2 separate regions of the Gossypium hirsutum genome follow, and region 1 is linked to region 2. The links are chromatin contacts, called in public Hi-C maps. All regions are on one chromosome and are shown on one strand. Each heading gives the region's core, a stretch centred on a gene start, on an enhancer-like site or on the middle of the called end of the contact. The rest is flanking DNA. Distances are from core to core; before and after follow the strand shown.

Region 1 (3,890 bases), core at 434-2,933, 110 kb before region 2:
ACCCCGAATGCTAAGTATATCTCTCAACCTTTGAAATAAAATATATAATAGATTAGGTTTAAATTTCGTGGCTAATATCTATTTTTTTAATAGACTTACAGAATACAAATGATTAATTATTAAGTTTGCTTCAATAAATACTTTAAAAAATTTTAAAAAAAATCACCTATAATATTTTTCACTAGACAAATAATTGGTGTCAAACATCATGCATATAGTTGAATACTACAAACTTTTGTTGTTTCTTTCTTCTTCTTCTTCTTTTTACTTTATCAAACTTTATATATATATATATTCAATTACCAGCTGTGAAGACATCCAAAAATAAAATAAAATTACATCCAACACCCAGCATCAAAATACTTGGAATATTTGATATGATTGAATGAAATAGATAATTAACACAAAAGGTTAAAGAAAAAGGGTCATATTAGTTTCCCATCATTTGAATAAATAAACAAAATAATTTCATCAATCTCTCATCTTTTATAAGAGAGATAATAAAATATGGCCATTCAGGGTCCCAACTCCCATAAGATGATGCATAATGTACAAAACATAAGGAATAAGGGTTGAGAACTTTTATTTGGATCAATAAGTATGTCACATAATAACCTCGTATCACTGACTTTAACCCCACAATTGACTATTGTGGAGTAAGAGAAACGATATTAATGCTTCTTTGACTTTTTTTATGTGTCTTATAATCTATTTTTGTTTATTTAGATAATGTTTAAATTTGTTAACATTATAATATTTCAGTAAAAATATAAAAAAATAATTTATTAATACTCTGATGTATAAAATTAAGCAATTAATAATTATATCTTAAATATTAAAATATAACTATTACAAATCTAATATATATATATATAATAGCATATTGAAATGTATGGTAACATTTAGTTCTAGATTAGTTGTACGGGTGACATTTGTCACATTTTAATTCGCTATTGTAATAATACATAATGATGACTTTTTTATATAATCAAATTATTTTCTTTTAATTATGATGGCATGTTTATTAATTTAATAATAAAAGAAAAGAAATAAGATTTTCCAAACATGTAACTTTTAGAAATTTTGAGGGTTTAAGTAAACAAACCCAAAATTATGGTGATCTTGACGAAAAGTGGTTTTTAACAAGCATATTTCTTTTGGAAACCTTCATACAAATTAGTCCCAAAATTCATATTACAGGTTCTTTTGAATTTTTGTAAAAAAAAAAAAGAAAAGCTCTTTTGAATTTTAAAATTGTTGTATTAATTTATATTGATTATAATACAAACTTTCATATATCGTGCCAAATTTTCAAATAAATGATTGAAGGTATAAAATATTGAAATATTTATTACTATTTATAATTATAAACTTCTTATCAGAATTTTGTTACGCTTTTCAATCATTGTTTATTTATGAAATGTGGATAATTTTATACCAAATAAATATAATATATTTTATCAGAGTTTTTTTACGCTTTTCAATCAGACTTTAAAATTGTTTTTCCAAACATAAAAAAATTATAACTTTTTGCATTTGGATTTAAAAGCATTTTTCGTAAAGGTTTTTAAAAAATATTTTTAACTTAAAAAATTATTATGACTATAAGATTTAAATATATATAAAAAAAGTTTGAAGTAATAAATGGGTAATGTTAAGGCCGTGTGGCCAACTAGCTAAGAATTGATGAGGGATACAGCGAAAGGTGAGTGAGTGGGGCTTTTCTGCCCTACTCATGGCCAGCAACCTAGTACTATATTTTTTACATTTCTTTTTCTTTATTTATTCCATTTAATTGTGGATATCAATCAACTTTATGAACAGCAAAAAATGTCACATTTTATCTTTTTCTTTTTCATAGATTTTATTATACTTTACAAATAAGCAATGCATGTTGTTTTCTTTTAATAGATTTTAGACTCGAAGGAGCGGCTGTTATTTAGAAAAAAAATTTATTTAATCAAGGCTTTAAAACAATAGGCATCTAATTGAGTTTTTGATGGCGAATTTTTTTTATTTTTTTAATGGTTAATTATTAAAGTGTAATAATTATGTTTTTTAGTTCTTTTTGAATTATTATTATGTGTCATATGGCGAAAAGGAAAGTATTTTTTCCTTTAAAATCATTAAAGTATACAAAATCATAAAATATATATGAGTTGTAAAAAAGATTACAAGATTACAAAAATTATAACAAATAGAAAAATATATAGAAGTGCAATAAATATAAAGAATTATAGAACTTATATTATAAATATTTTTATAAATGATAAAAAATATATAAAATTAGAAATTATAAAAATTATGAAATTGCAAAATATTAAAAAATAAAAAAATCATAAATGATTAAGAAAAATATAACAAATTATAAAATTGTTTAAAAACCATAAAAACTATGTAAAAGATTAAAAATATTTAAAGGTTATTAAAATAGATGAAAAAAATTATAAAACCCCCAAAATTTCCCATTTCCATGCAAACCATCATTAACAATATAATGTTATCACAAACAATGACAATGGCAGCATCTTTGGCTCAAATTTCATCATTTTTTTTCGTGATTTCTACATATATTTTGATTTGATAATGATGATTGTGAAGCGATTATATACATAGACAGGTTTTTTAGAAAAAAGAGTGACGAGCAATGAAAGAGGTTGAGAGGGTAAGTCATAATAAAGGCTATATTTAAATTAGAGATTTAATTTTTTTTTATAATTTCTATTTTGCAAATATATATATCTTTTCAATTTTCTATATATTTCTAATTTTTGCACTTTTATACTTTTATCATTTTTATATTTTTATAAAATTTCTGATTTTTTATATTTTTTTATAATTTTTAATTCTTTTAAAAAATTTAAAATGAAATTATTATTTTTTGATAACATAACACAATTCGAACATGATATGTGACAAAAATTGCCCCAAACATAAAACAAAAGCAATCATTACACTTTATTAGTCAATTGTTAAAAGTTAATGGCCAAACAATTTAATTGATAAAAATTTTAACGTTTCAGAATTCAATTGAATGTTTTTTTATCGCTATTTTACTTTCATTGTAAAGCTTTTTTCTCACACTTGAGTGTAAGATTTTCACTCATATTATTTACTCAATTAATGTTAGAATTAAGCGATACAAATTAAGGTGCTTGTGTGTAAGCATTTATTGTTTTTATTAGGTATTACTATTTATTATAATTTTTATTATTGTAAAAATGGGGTTATATTAAATGGGAAAAGATTGTATGAAACATTGATACCATATTATCTGTATCCCTTTTCCAATAATTTAATATCACATCAACATTTTCATCTTGAAAAAAAATCAAATTCAAACGAAAATCCTAAAATTCATGATGAAATTGTTGATAAGACATTAAATGATTGGAAAAGGGAAAATATCCTTATTTCATACAATACTTTCTCTATATTAAATTATAAGTCTGATGTATTCAACGTAAATGGGCAATAAAAGTTGTTGCCATTTAAAAGTATTTAATTTGATGTTTATATGAGATAGACTTTGTTAGTAATCAAAATGGTCAAATTAGAAAATTTTCATAGATGTTATTTGAATCATATACATATAAAATTTAATTAATGAAAGGCTTATAATGGAAAATGGATAAATTGACTTTCACTACTCATTAGAAGTAATTTGCTAAAAGGAAAATTATCTACTTTATGAATAGTGAAAATTATGGAGATGAAGCTAATTGAGTCTTAGCTCGATTGACATGGGAATTGTTGTAACGCCCTGACTAATTTAACTTTGTTTCTGTGAGTTTGATCATAAATATGTATCTGCTTTAGTGGTTAAATGATGTGGGTGTGCGTATGAGGTCTTGGGTTTAAGTTTCACTTTTGAAAAATTTTGTTATTTT
Region 2 (4,212 bases), core at 1,335-3,834:
ATTAATGTATTATTTCTTTAAATGTGTATGATTAAATCAAAATTAAAGTTTCAAGTATACACTTGGACCCCAATTAGAGTTTTATGTGTGTAATTATACCAAATTAAATTTCATGTATACAATTAGAGTTTCAAGTATACACATTAAATATTTTTTGGGTAAATTATAAAAATAGTCAATTTTGTTTGTCTCGGATGACATTTTAGTCACTTATGTTTGAAATGTTACGTTTTAGTCACTTACATTATCATTTTGTTATGAAGTGACCACTCTACCATTAAGCTCTATTACCTCCCTAAATGCTATTCTACGTGGCAGTCCAAATGAGTTTTAAATGTTAACTTGGATGTCTTACTTGGCAGTTCAAATTTAATTTATTTAATTAAAAACTTATTTCCATCCCAACAAATGGACATCTAAGTTGGCATTTAAAACCTATTTGGACTACCACGTAGGACTGCCGTTAGGGAGGCAACGAAGTTTAACTGTTGAATGACTACTTTGTAACAAAACGATAACGTAAGTGACTAAAACGTAACATTCAAACTTAAAGTGACTAAAATGTAATCTAAGGCAAATAAAAGTGACTATTTTTGTAGTTTACCCATATTATTTTATAAAAATCTAGAATATAAATATAAATTTCAAAATAATATATAAAAATTAAAAATTTTGTATAAATTAAAATAGGTATTTAAGTTTTAGAAAATTGTAAAAAAAATCTTAAATTTTTAAATATATATTCTAGAAAATTAGATTAATGGTTGAATTAGTTAGATTATTTGTTCTTTAGTTAAATCGATTCATCTAATTTGATTAAAAATTCATAAAAATGAAAAAAATATATTAAAAATTTAATTCAATTGATTTAATTATACATTCAAACTTATTTTTTAATCCGGTCCATATTGATTTACGAACCAATTGATTTAACCTCTTATTTCCAACCACGAACCGATATCCTGACCGTTATCGATCTAGCTAGTTCCAAAAACCATGTTTAATTTTTTCTCTGTACATATTATTCTCGTTTGTACGGGTTAATTATAAATTTATTATACTAACCAAATAAGTAATGCAGTTAAAATCTTTAATTAAATTGCTAATTTAGAAATCAACTTCTCTGCAATTTAAATTTTAAAAATTAATAAAAATTGCTTTGCCTTTTTTAAAAAATTATAGCTGTTAATTAAACGGAAAATTTATATTTTAACCTTTCTAAAAAATTAATAATTCTATTTAACTATTTTTTATCTTTGATACCTAAAATAGTAAATTTTAAATTTTTGAAGGTAATATTTTAGCTTTGTCCCCTAAAATTTTGTAACTTTTTTGAGTGCTCCTAAACAATATTATTGACTTTCACAAGACAAAAACTTTCCCACCATGGCGGAAACATAAATCATATGTATCCTTTGGACCATTGCTATTCTTGCTTCCAAATTGATTGCCATTAAAGTTGATTATATACATATATATAGATAGACAGATAGATAGATTGATATACTTCAACTGATGACACTTAATCCATCTTCAGTTTGAACAAACAAAGCATTGGAAGTTCCGACAAAAGGAAACATTGGAAAGCCTAAGATAATATCAAAGAGCTAAGACAAGTAGCTGGGAGTTTCACTCCATGAAGAACAAAAGAATCTTACCCTTTTTTTCAGTTCTGAATTGCTTCTCTGAAACCAAGTTCTTCGGCAATCATGACATGTTTTCTTTCGTGTCGTGTTTATCGCAAGTGTAAAACAGTTGACCAAAGAGAATAACAACCGCAAAATAGCTCATCCCATTACAGTTTCGATTTGAATCTCCAGTCACTTCTAACTCCATCCCATTCGTCTCCTTTATATTCCGACCCCCAACATAAAATTCTTGATTTCACCTTTATGGAAAGATTTGGCACTCGAAACTTTTGTAGAGATGGAAAGAATGTTGATTGGAAAAGGTGGTTTTAAACCGTAACAAAACCTTAAATCTTGAACACTTGATGCAATAAGATGAAGTTGTTTGTTGATGGTCATCTAAACATCATTTCTGCGGGTGTATTCTATCGGTTCGATTATCCAAAAACTGCTTGAACAAAGAATTGGCGAGATGAAAAATGGCTTAGATGACCATAAACAAACACATTCAATAATGCATTTTCATGAAAAGAAAAAGAACATATCCAATCTTGCATGTAAAATCAAGAGAATATGTTGATAATGTAGGATTATCCATTTTGGTCCAAACCTGCAAGTCTTTGCTAACATCATCCACACTTCAATAAAAAGCATATTCTGAGGAATAATTCACATGAAAAAGCATATGCTTTCAGAATATACTTATATTAGACTCTAATTGATTGGTATATGGAGGAATGAGGGTTTTAATTACTGGGCCATGCATCTTTTGGCATCTTCCTCATGTGTAGCAAATTGGAACAAGTCATTGACCATTTGGATCTATCTTGCTTTGATTCTTTATTTTTTTTTAATATGTTTCAAGAAACTTTAAAATATATGTTGTTCATATCTGAAATTCAAGTATGGTTAAGCTGAGTTCACAAACTCTAGTGTGATTGTGAAGGCTGAGGAACTAACATGATGTTACGCCAAGTGTCAAAGATAGATAAGACAACGTGCTTCGATTCCTCATCGGCCGGGAAGGATAAGAAACCTTATGGTAATTTATATAATGATGATAACCTTGTGTTGATAATAGTTTGGCCCTCCCAATCATTAATTTTTCAATTTTCAAAACAAAAAAATTTAGTTTTGCCTCCAAAATTCTATAATTTTATTCCGATCCTTTCATATCAAATTCTTTATTTCGCCCTTCCTCTTAGGAGTGTGTTTAATTTAAAGAATGTAAATTACCTTTAATAATAAAATTACGAGAATGTAAGATTATAGTATGGAATATCGATTATGTTATATTACCTTATTTGGTTCACTCAGTTGGAATGTAATATTTTAATGTTTGGTTGACGGAGTATAATATTACCTAAAAAAATATTTTACTAAATTGTTGTTATAGAATTTGTTTTTATAACATTAAATTTAATTCCTTTAATACTTTTTTAGTCTTATTTTTCATTAAATTATGGTAAGTCTTATTTTTATTACATCTTATATTTTGAAATAATTTTATAAATAATAATTACAATAATTAAGAAAAGTAATTATATCACTAACCATAATTTATTGATCATAATTAACATACTAATAGTACATATAATAATTATAATTTTTTAAAAAAAACATCTATGGTTTCATTGTTAAGAGAAAGAGAGGGTTTTGTTTTTAATTAGACTTAAATTTTATTTAAGAAAAAAGAATGAAATTGTTTGAAATAATAAAAAAAGGGTAAATTTATCCAAATTTTTTAATTCCACCTGTAATCTGAAATAGCTTAAAGAATGTAAAGTATTAAGATTATACTTTATATTTCGATATTGTTTAGAAATGTGAGATTTCTTGTGGAATGTTACATAATGTGAACCAAATGCAAGTATAATAAGGATTTGATTGATTTTCAATCCATCAAGCATTTCATGTTAACTTACATCTAAGAAATATACTCAAATGTTAATAATTCTAAGTACCATGGAGACCCTTGTAATAGGAGTTAGGTTGTATTTTGCCCCTTCTATTAAAAAAATAGTAAATTAGTATTTGTACATTAGATTAAAGAGCAACTTAGTCATTTTTGTTATAAAGCTCATCTATTTTTACTTTTAAAAATTGGTCTCTATATGTCAACATGACGTGCATGTGGCACGCCATGTGTCATTGTCTGGTTATTTGGTTATGCACGCTTGTTTTTAACAGTACAAATAAATGAAATTTTTAATAAAAATTACTAATTTACTCTTTGATCTAATGTATAAAGATTAATTTACTAATTTATTTGAGGGAACAAAATACATTTTAACTTCTAATACAAAACGTATGATACTTTTATCAATTTTTATCAAGTAAAGAATTACAGAACAAATTTTATACTCATTTAGGATGAGTGGCTTACTAGGCCCGTAGGCTTAGACCAATTATAAATGGGGGCCTTATTCAAGGATTTCAAGCCCAAGTTTGGTCAACCAATCCACCATAATTTCACACTGTGAATCAAGTTGAGTTGATGATGCCTTAAAGCTACATTCTAAAAGCTTAAACTTTGAAAAATATTCGTTGGGTTTAGGTATATGCAAACAGAAAAATCCAAATT

What was found. Hi-C and Micro-C count contacts between places; a contact is called where the count stands out from the background.
Region 1: a contact with region 2 is called in a Hi-C map of hypocotyl, with 1.7 times the contacts expected there. The contact joins two enhancer-like sites. A contact is called at or near these places in 2 of 34 Hi-C or Micro-C datasets (hypocotyl and leaf).

What each region holds. Positions count from the first base shown.
Region 1 is chrA10:110,912,959-110,916,848 of Gossypium_hirsutum_v2.1, reverse strand. No RefSeq gene overlaps it. Among protein-coding and RNA genes, the nearest start is that of LOC121207711, 45 kb to the right of the region's middle. Within about 2 kb of position 1,683, at least 2 of the 9 cell types and tissues checked have an H3K27ac peak or open chromatin away from gene starts, as enhancers often do. A contact at or near this core is called in hypocotyl and leaf, where this site is marked.
Region 2 is chrA10:110,801,328-110,805,539 of Gossypium_hirsutum_v2.1, reverse strand. It overlaps the pseudogene LOC121208099. Among protein-coding and RNA genes, the nearest start is that of LOC107934532, 19 kb to the right of the region's middle. Within about 2 kb of position 2,584, at least 8 of the 9 cell types and tissues checked have an H3K27ac peak or open chromatin away from gene starts, as enhancers often do. A contact at or near this core is called in hypocotyl and leaf, where this site is marked.